Regions from separate parts of the Mus musculus genome. Here regions 1 and 3 are each linked to region 2. Evidence: chromatin contacts called from public HiChIP or PLAC-seq and promoter capture Hi-C data. All regions are on one chromosome and are shown on one strand. Each heading gives the region's core, a stretch centred on a gene start, on an enhancer-like site or on the middle of the called end of the contact. The rest is flanking DNA. Distances are from core to core; before and after follow the strand shown. Region 1 overlaps Cd79b (CD79B antigen). Region 2 overlaps Tex2 (testis expressed gene 2). Region 3 overlaps Ern1 (endoplasmic reticulum (ER) to nucleus signalling 1).

Evidence for each region. HiChIP or PLAC-seq counts read pairs in DNA pulled down with a chosen protein or histone mark. Capture Hi-C pulls out chosen DNA fragments and counts their contacts.
Region 1: a contact with region 2 is called in an H3K4me3 HiChIP or PLAC-seq map of the 230-238 cell line, with 12 read pairs. The contact joins two enhancer-like sites. A contact is called at or near these places in 1 of 115 datasets of contacts at active chromatin or transcription factors (the 230-238 cell line) and 1 of 9 other capture datasets (adipose tissue).
Region 3: a promoter capture Hi-C map of adipose tissue shows a contact between it and region 2. The contact joins two enhancer-like sites. A contact is called at or near these places in 1 of 39 promoter capture datasets (liver), 3 of 484 Hi-C or Micro-C datasets (CD4 T cells, the MNK3 cell line and liver), 2 of 115 datasets of contacts at active chromatin or transcription factors (embryonic stem cells and pancreatic cancer cells) and 3 of 9 other capture datasets (adipose tissue, liver and pancreatic islet).

What each region holds. Positions count from the first base shown.
Region 1 is chr11:106,308,865-106,311,898 of GRCm38.p6, forward strand. Cd79b (CD79B antigen) reads right to left here. Exons shown (of 6, transcript NM_008339.3): 6 at 2,477-3,034. The coding sequence ends at 2,943. Among named protein-coding and RNA genes, the nearest start is that of Cd79b, 4.2 kb to the right of the region's middle. Within about 2 kb of position 1,372, at least 27 of the 459 cell types and tissues checked have an H3K27ac peak or open chromatin away from gene starts, as enhancers often do. A contact at or near this core is called in the 230-238 cell line, where this site is marked.
Region 2 is chr11:106,562,893-106,565,957 of GRCm38.p6, forward strand. All of the region lies in intron 2 of Tex2 (testis expressed gene 2), which reads right to left. Among named protein-coding and RNA genes, the nearest start is that of Tex2, 49 kb to the right of the region's middle. Within about 2 kb of position 1,584, at least 94 of the 459 cell types and tissues checked have an H3K27ac peak or open chromatin away from gene starts, as enhancers often do. A contact at or near this core is called in the 230-238 cell line and adipose tissue, where this site is marked.
Region 3 is chr11:106,409,294-106,412,170 of GRCm38.p6, forward strand. It overlaps Ern1 (endoplasmic reticulum (ER) to nucleus signalling 1), which reads right to left. Exons shown (of 22, transcript NM_023913.2): 12 at 2,330-2,521; 13 at 602-869. Among named protein-coding and RNA genes, the nearest start is that of Icam2, 28 kb to the left of the region's middle. Within about 2 kb of position 1,433, at least 25 of the 459 cell types and tissues checked have an H3K27ac peak or open chromatin away from gene starts, as enhancers often do. A contact at or near this core is called in adipose tissue, where this site is marked.

The DNA.
Region 1 (3,034 bases), core at 122-2,621, 250 kb before region 2:
AGCATTAAAGAGGTGTTCAATATTTATTTGTTGTGCTCGGTAATAGCTTTTGGTTCCTGTTCCGTTTCCCGGTTAGTAAGAACTTGACATGTTTTAGAATTCATGGAATGAATGACACAGAATAACAGAAAAGTAAACAAACTTAATTATTTGATGTGACATTAAAAAAAAAAAAAAAGCCAGGCAGTGGTGGTGCACACCTTTAATCCCAGCACTCGGGAGGCAGAGGCAGGCTGATTTCTGAGTTCAAGGCCAACCTGGTCTACAAAGTGAGTTCCAGGACAGCCAGGGCTACACAGAGAAACCCTGTCCCAAAAAACAAAAAACAAAACAAACAAACAAAAAACCAAAAAAAGCAAAAAAAAAAAAAAACAAAAACAAAAAAACAAAAAACAAAAAACAAAGCCAGGCAGTGGTGGCTCATTCCTTTCATCCCAGCACTCAGGAGGCAGAGGCAGGAGGATCTCTGTGTGTCTCCAAAACAAAAACAAAAAACCAAACAACAAAAACCAAAGAAGAAAAATGAAACCCCATTTAGGCTGGGAAGACACCTTAGCTGGTTAAGCACTGGCCCCATAAATGTGAAGGCTTTGGCTCAGTTTCCAGAACAAATGTGCAAACCCCTGGCACAGTAGCACATATCTGTAATCCCGGTGCTGGGCAGGGGGGTGGGGGGCACAGATCATAGATGCTTGGAGCTGGATGGCCAGCCAGGCTAGCCTCATCCAAGGGCTCCAGCTTAGTTAGAGGCCTTGTCATACAAATTCATGAAGCACCCCACATTTTTCTGTATAAAAAATACCCTGTATCTGGCTCAACTGCCTTCCTTCAGATTTTCAGACAGTTAGTTCTCAGTATATTGCCAAGGCTGGCCTTGAATTCAAGCCCCTTCTTCAGCCTGGGTAGCTGGGATCAGTAGGCATGGGTCATCATGGCTTGTGACAGCCAGATTGCATTTATGATCCCCGTGTTGCAGATAAAGCACCTGGAGTCTGAGTGTGCCCTTGCACTCATATGGCCTGAGAGGGCCCTCACACTCATATGGCCCAGCTAGGTTTTCACTGCCTGTGTGAGTTCTAGGGGTCCAGGGATCCGCAAGACAGGCAGAGTGAAACCATCAACTCTCCTGAAACAGAAAAACACACCCAGGAGGGATCCGGCATCAAAACCAAGGAAGTCACTGCCCAGCGAGGGCGTCTGCTGAACGGGGTGCCTCCTGTCCAAATGATTCTTTGTCAACAAACATTTCAAGGCCCAGGGAACCCCTGCTGCTGAAATGTGGTCTCCCCTGAACCAGGGCGGGCCCCAAACAGAGGAGATCCTGCTTAGGGGAGAAGTTGAGACTCCCCCACCCTGGCTGACTGCCTGGTCCCTAGTGGAGGTAGGGGACAGAATTAGCCCTCGTATGCAAAATAGCAGGAAAGTGAGGCTCTAGCTCAGTGAAGGCAGGTGGCAAAACAAGCCAGTTCCCTCTGGCAGCCCAGACCAGGGGGTGGATCCGCCAGCCCAGTCCAACTATCCTGGTTCACTGTGTGACAAGGACTCTGACCTGAAGGCCCAGGCCCGTGTGCCTTATCCACTTGTCCCACCCTGAATCCCCATAGCATCGGTAGTCTCAGTCTTTCCCACATGCTGCCCAGGGTAGAGATTCACCTGCCTGAATTCTCAGCAGGAACGGCAAAGATGTGTTATGGGTTCCACCGAGGTCAATTAGGGAGTAGAACGACAGAGTGGGGCTTGGGAGGCAGGCTTGGCTTATACAGGCTGACTGGCCCTGGCTTCCCAGTTGTTTAAGGGGCTCCCAGATACTCTCACAGCTGGTAGGTCACGACCTAATTTGTAAGGCATTAGAGTCCATGGAGGGTGTGGGTAAGGATACTTTGCTTCCCTGTGATACAGGGATCACCCTGAACAAAAGCCCCCAACATTCACCATTCGAATCCTGTTTAGGAATCTATCTCTGTCTGTCAGTCTCTCTCTATCTCTTGTATCTCTCTTTGTGTGTCTCTCTCTGCATGTCTCTCTCTCTGTGTGTCTCTGTCTCTGTCTCTCTCTCTGTGCGTTTGTGTTTGTGTCTGTGTGTGTCTCTCTCTCTCTCTCTCTCCATAGCCTTGTCTGTCCTGGAACTCACTCTGTAGACCAGGCTGACCTTGAACTCAGAGATCTAAGTACCTCTGCCTACTGAGTGCTGGGATTAGAGATGTGTGCCACCACACCCAGCAGGAATCTCTCTCTTAACGGTTTAAGGAAGAGCAGGTTGAGGGTGTCCCTGTTCATCAGAAGGGTGGGTTGGATCCTCTTTCTCCAGCAACTGTTTCAGGGCCCCAACTAGGCCTCCAGAGGGAAAGGTAGAGTGACTAGGGCAGCCACTCCCTCTCACAGTTTTATAAGCCCACAGGTACCACATTCGGATGTCACCGTAGCTTACGGAACCACACCCACCCACCCAGCTCCGAGAGATGATATCACGAAGATCTCTGGTGTCAGGCACATTATTTATTCCACAGGAGGATGGGCTGTAGGCTTTGGGTGATCCTTGGAATGGGAGAGAGAAATGGCATTCTGGCAACTTCTTCAGGTGTCAGTGTGAACCATGGTCCTCCTAGACTCCTCTTGAAGCCAGTGTGTTCTGAGTCCATTTGCAGATTCCAACAAGTCTCTGCTTTCCTGTCCCAAACATGGGGACAGATCCCACATGGCACTCCCAGAAGCCTTGGGTCAAGTCTATCCCCAGAGAACTCCTTACTCCATGTCACCACCCTATTGTCCTTCCACCCCAGGCCCTTCAGCAAGAGCTGGGGACCAGGGGCTAGAATGAGAGGTGGTATTGATGGTCCAGCTTCAGACGCTGGCCGGGGTATCCAGGAAGCAGGGAATGGGCTTGTGAGCCAGGCGGTTTGGAAGCAGTGAGGCCCAAGAGTTGAGCAGGATGAAGGTGACCCTCATTCCTGGCCTGGATGCTCTCCTACCGACCACTTTACCTCCCCTGTCCGAAGAGTCACTATGTCTTCATAGGTGGCTGTCTGGTCAATGT
Region 2 (3,065 bases), core at 334-2,833:
CTAGCACAAGTTCTGTTTCCTGTGTGCTGCTGTGTGATCACATGCTCCTGCCACCATGAACCAAACCAAACACTTCCTCTCCATGATGGACAACACCCTACAACAAATCCTTCCTCCCTCTGGTTGCTTCTGTCACATAGTCAGTCTCAGGAACAGAAATAGGAACGAATACTGATCCACTGGTTAAACTCTTCCTCATGGACCCAAGCATGCATCCAACAGTTATTTATCGCATGCCTACCACACAGCAGGAACTGGGGATACAAGGACAAGCTGATGAGCCCAACCTCTCTGCCTTCAAGAAGCACAAAAAACACAAGCCAGACAATCAGCATGTGACTCCGGCTAGGAAGTCCAATCAGGTGAGACGGAAGCTGCCAGGCCAAGGCCCTTTCATTTTAGAGGCCTGTGTAAGTCAACTCACCCAGCAGAGTATGGAAGGCTGCAAGATGTCACTTGCAGATCTAGACATCTAAGCAGGCATGCTGCAGGAAAGAACTCATTATACCTATGACAGGGCTTGGCAAACTGGGCACACCACCACCCCTCTGCTCTGTTATCTGTCCTCAGAGGATAGAAGAGAGCAATAGATCCCCTGGGACTGGAGTTCCAAATGGCTGAGTTGCCATGCCGGTCTGGGAACAGAACCCGGGTCCTCTGCAGGAACACCCACTACTGGGCCACCTCTCTAGCACCTGGTGTCCCCCTTTCTAAACATCATTGCCACCAAGGTGGAAGCCAAGAAAAAAGACAGGGAAGGCAGAGAACATATGTTCACAGTATCCCTGTCACCAGCCATGATTCCCCATGTGCATCAACAGTTTGCCAGGAAGACAGCCTTTACCAGATAAACCCCTCAACTTGGGCTAGAACCATGAGCAAAAATAACACCTTTTCTTTGTTTTGCTGAGCCAGGGTCTCAGAACGCAGCCCAGGCTATCCTCAAACTTGCAAGCATCCTGCCTCTGCCTCCCAGACGCTGAAATTACAAGTGGGTACCACTAAATCTGACACTCTTTTCTATATTACCTAGCCTGGGGTATTGCATCACTAACAATAGAACACTGGCTAAAATACCACTAGACAGCATGGCCATGGACAAGGAAAGCCTCTGGGCCTCCCTTCCCTCACCAGCACATACCCGAACTGAACAGGGTTGTGATACAATTCTAATAAGACAATATTCCCACACCTAGCACCCTGCCTTTACTGTTCCACTCACTGGATTAAAAACAAGCCAACTGTCGTGACATTTAAATAGCACTGTAATGTTGCACCCTCTGGGTAGTGGGTAAACTGTCAACCCACAGTTGACTAGATCAACACTGAGGCTGTCTGTCCTAAAGTTAAAATCTTCCCAGGACAAATATCTTCGTCAGTCAGTAGTTCTGGGACTGACACAGGCATCTTTTTTTCTCTTGGCTAAAGTTAGCACTAGGCCACTTAGAGCGTGGAAATCAGGAGGTAACAGCATCACTGTTTCGACAGTGGGGCCACCAGGCATGAGTCACTTTTGCTCTGCTCCACATAATCATGCTACACTAAGGGTGTCACATCCTCGGGAGCCAGCGCCAGCTTCCCTTCAAAAAAGAAACCGTCTCACAGCCAACTGTGTGGGGAAGCGTGAAGAGGTCAGGCTGTAACACACGTGAGCACACAGGTGACAAAGAGCGGGTGCGTCTGCATGTGTGATGCAGACACTACACTCCAGACCTGACCAGAGCCAGATGACACGCCCAGGATATGTCTGACGTGGACCTTTTCTGAGTTTCCCATGCTTCTCTTGGGAATAAGGACAGAATGTAAAGAGACGAGAAAACAACAGACAGATTTGGAGAGGGCCCCTCCATCCACTGCAGCGACAGCTTTCCTTTCTTGTTTTTTGTTTTTTTAGTTCTCAATAAAGAGAGATCATGTTGTCATTTTCAGAATATTCCTTAGATAGAAGGGAGGGGAAACAAATCTAGAAATTTAACAGAGCCCAAATAAGCTTGTAACCTGAGGAGAGCTAAAAGTTATTTATGATCAATAGCGTTCAAAACCACTCCAAGAAAACAGAAGCCACCTTGAACGCCTGTAAGGGCAGCAAGGGGCTCTCAAAGTCTAGACGTGGGCTTTTTCTGCAGAGATGTGCCACAGGAAAAGGGGGGAAGGGGAGAGGGAGGAGTGTCACGCTGGGCTCAAAAACATGGGATGAACAGAGTCCCTGCCTCCTCATGTATAAAACTGGAAATACCTAATGCCAACAGAGGATCCTTGAAAATTATTATATAGCAGTGACCTTTAAATGTTCCTGATTCTATACCCTATATAACTATGTATACAAATAACTCAGAAACTGTATCAATGACAATTATACTTTTAGAGTTTAAATTTTTAAAAATTATGTGCATATATGTGGGTGGGTGTACAGACACCTGGGATCCTCTGGAGCTGAAGTTAAGGGCAGCTGTGAAGTGGCCTGACTTGGTGCTGGGACATAAAACTCAAGCCTTCTGCAGGAGCTGCACTGCTCTCAACCGTATCTCTCCAGCTCCACTGCCTGCTGTTGTTTTGCTTTGTTTTGCCATGGTCTCATTACACAGCTGCATCCTGGAAATCACTATCTAGACCAGGCTGACCGCCTGCCTCTGCCTTCCAAAGGCAGAGATCACAGACAAGCACCACCAATATGCCAGGTGACAACCATAGTTTTTTGGTTTGGTTTGGTTTTTTTGGTTTTTCGAGACAGAGTTTCTCTGTGTAGCCCTGGCTGTCCTGGAACTCACTTTGTAGACCAGGCTGTCCTCGAACTCAGAAATCCACCTGCCTCTGCCTCCCAAGGATTGGGATTAAAGTCGTGAGCCACCACGCCCGGCCTACAACCATAGTTTTATGCTAAAAATCTTATGAAGTACACAAAACGGCCAGAAAAATGTAAATATGGAGAAATAAATAGAAATTTGAAATTCGGGCTGGTGAGATGGCTCAGTGGGTAAGAGCACCCGACTGCTTTTCCAAAGGTCTGAAGTTCAAATCCCAGCAACCACATGGTGGCTCACAACCACCCGGAATGAGATCTGACT
Region 3 (2,877 bases), core at 183-2,682, 150 kb before region 2:
CAACAACAACAACAACAAGAAGGATACCTCAAAGATCCATATCTAAAACATCCCAGTATGGTCTGACAGTAAAACAAAGAGTTTGCTTAGAACTAGAAGCGCTGGGGTTCCTTCACATCTCGGTGGCAATCCTCCCAGGATGTGGCCTGACAATGTCTAAGCCCACTCCCCAAGAGGAAAATAGGCCATTGCTTCACTTCTGAACCTGGCCAGTGCTGGGTCTTAAGAATTCACTTAAGCCGGGCGTGGTGGCACTCGCCTTTAATTCCAGCACTTGGGAGGCAGAGGCAGGCAGATTTCTGAGTTTGAGGTCAGCCTGGTCTACAAAGTGAGTTCCAGGACAGCCAGGGCTACAGAGAAACCCTGTCAATAAATAAGCAATTAATTAATTAATTAATTAATTAATTAAAAATTCACTTAAGCCAGATGGGAAGATGGGAAACTTCCCTCTGGCCAATAGCAGTTCAGAGCCTTTTATCCAGAGATCAGTAGGTAGGAGGAATCCAGGGAAGAAAGAACAGTGAGCCCTCAGGAATCCGGGAAGAGCATGCTTGCTCTGTGTTCCAGGTATTGCTCCCAGATACAATGGGGAACTATTTACCCTCATCATCCTGCTCCAGAGAGGGGCTGGTGCCGGCCCTGGAGGCAGAGCTGCTGGGGTGGAGGGAGTGGTTGGAGGCTCTGGGGGATGGGCTGGGGCTGCTGGTGCCAGAGCTCTCTGAGAAGGGGCCAGATGAATCCAGGAACTCAGGGTCCTGGGTAAGGTCTCCGTGTGGGTGGAAGGGCAGCTGCTGCTGCTGCAGGAGCTGAATCTTCTCCAGCTCCTTCTGGAACTGTTGGTGCTGGAGCTGACGCTGCTGATGCACGCTCTGTGAAGAGAATCCCACAGCCAGGCTAGTTCCAAGTAGAATAAGTCAGAGGGAGACGTGTTCCCTGTGGCCAATGAGTCAGGCTGGCCTTATTTGAATGCTAAGGCACAAGGTCAGAGAGAAGCCATAACAAGACAGAATTGGTTCAGTAATCTTACACTTCTGTAGGGCCCAGTCTAACCCTGGAGGGGGCTGGTGAGATTGAGTGGTCACCAGGAGGAGCTGTCCCTGAATAGAGGTTAGAAGGGGGGGGGGGGGGCAAAGTCTAGAAGGCATGCTGGGAGCAGTGTAGGTGGGGCTGAACCTGGTGCCTGCTCCTAAGGGCCTAGTCCCATCTTCCTGCTGCCCAGACCCTCTTCTCAATACTCTGAAAGCTCTGCTTCACCATCAGGAGAAACATCAGTGGTCTGTACACATTCTTGTCTGGGCATGGAAGGTGCACTAAAAGGGAGTTTTCTAGCTCTTTTTGAATCTGGGGTCAAAATTCCGGGAGTGCCATCTAGTAGCTCGAAGGCACATTGCCTCCCAGAGTCTAGTTTCTTTTTCTGTGGACAGAGAATAAATAATAATGACCTCACAGGACTGTGTGAAGTTAGAAAGATTAGGTAATGACACTTTGCCCACAGAAAGCAAAGCATACAAAATCTGTCTTCCCTACCCGATAGAGATGTGAGCTGCCTATGTGCTGGTATTCTGAGACAATCCCACAGGCTTGCTGAGGGACTTCTGTCTTCCCTACTCAGATACAGCAGCTTATTTTGACTTGTTTGTAACTAGGAAGTGAAAGGAACCACTATACCAGTCTTTACCCGTCAGCAGGTCTCACTCCTAAGTAGTGTGAGGAGCACATTTTCATCTGTTATCTATCCTTCCTTTAAAAACACAATTCAATTAACTATTTTAAATAATCTTAGGCAGAGCTATATATCAGCTAGTTTACCCTTTCTTAAAAAACACTAAGATTTAGTTACAAATTGTCCTTTTGGGAGCTGGAGAGATGGCTCAGTGGTTAAGAGCACTGACTTTTCAGAGGTTTTGAGTTCAATTCCCAGCAACCACATGGTGACTCACAACCATCTGTAATGGGATCTGACGCCCTCTTCTGGTGTGTCTGAAGACACTGACAGTGTACTCATATACATAAAATAAATCTTTAAAAAAACAAAACAAAACCGTTCTTTTATGAGAAGCTAGTATCTCTAATTATGTTTTTGAAGATAAGCAAATACTTCTCTTTTTTCCCCTCACAATATAGCCCTGGCTGGTTTTAAACTTGCTATGTAGACCAGGGTAGCCTTAAAGTTCTAAGTGTTACAGTGTGTGCAATACCACATCTGTCTCAAATATTGACTTTTAAATATGAAACATGTTGCCTGCTTTTGTGTGGCCCTGACTGACACCCAGTGACTGACAGAGGAGTACCAGAACTTGGAGGATACTAAGAAAGAGCAAAGCCTTACCAGGGGGTAAGTGATGATGAACGCCACCCATCCAACCAGCAGGAAGGTGCTCAGGATAATGGTAGCCATGTCCTTGAGCATGGAGTCCACGGGGGCCTCAGGCTTGGCAGGGGCGCGAGCGAGCTTCTCCTCCACATCCTGAGATACGGTGGTCGGTGTGTTGTCTGAAGTCTGGCCAACTATGTTGATAACCTTGTATGGAAGAGATTTTCTAAATGTCTAGCCAGATAGAGATGAAGTTGGCACTCGAGAGAAGCCATGTCTATTTAAAATGTAGGACTAAAATGAAACTTTTTTCTAGTTCATCAAATTCTGATGGACCACATAACTGTTCCCTCTTTTTAAGCAATTGCTGTGAGAGACCATACAATTCTACAGTGATGCTGCCATTGTTCAGAGATTTTAGAACAATATATTTGGAAATACCTTTAGACCCTGACATTCTTTAAAAATTTTCAATGGTAAATTACAACTCTTCTGAGAGTAGATTTTCTAGTTAAGGAAAACTGTAAAATCACCTAAGTCAGATATTGAAAAAAGTCTAGTGA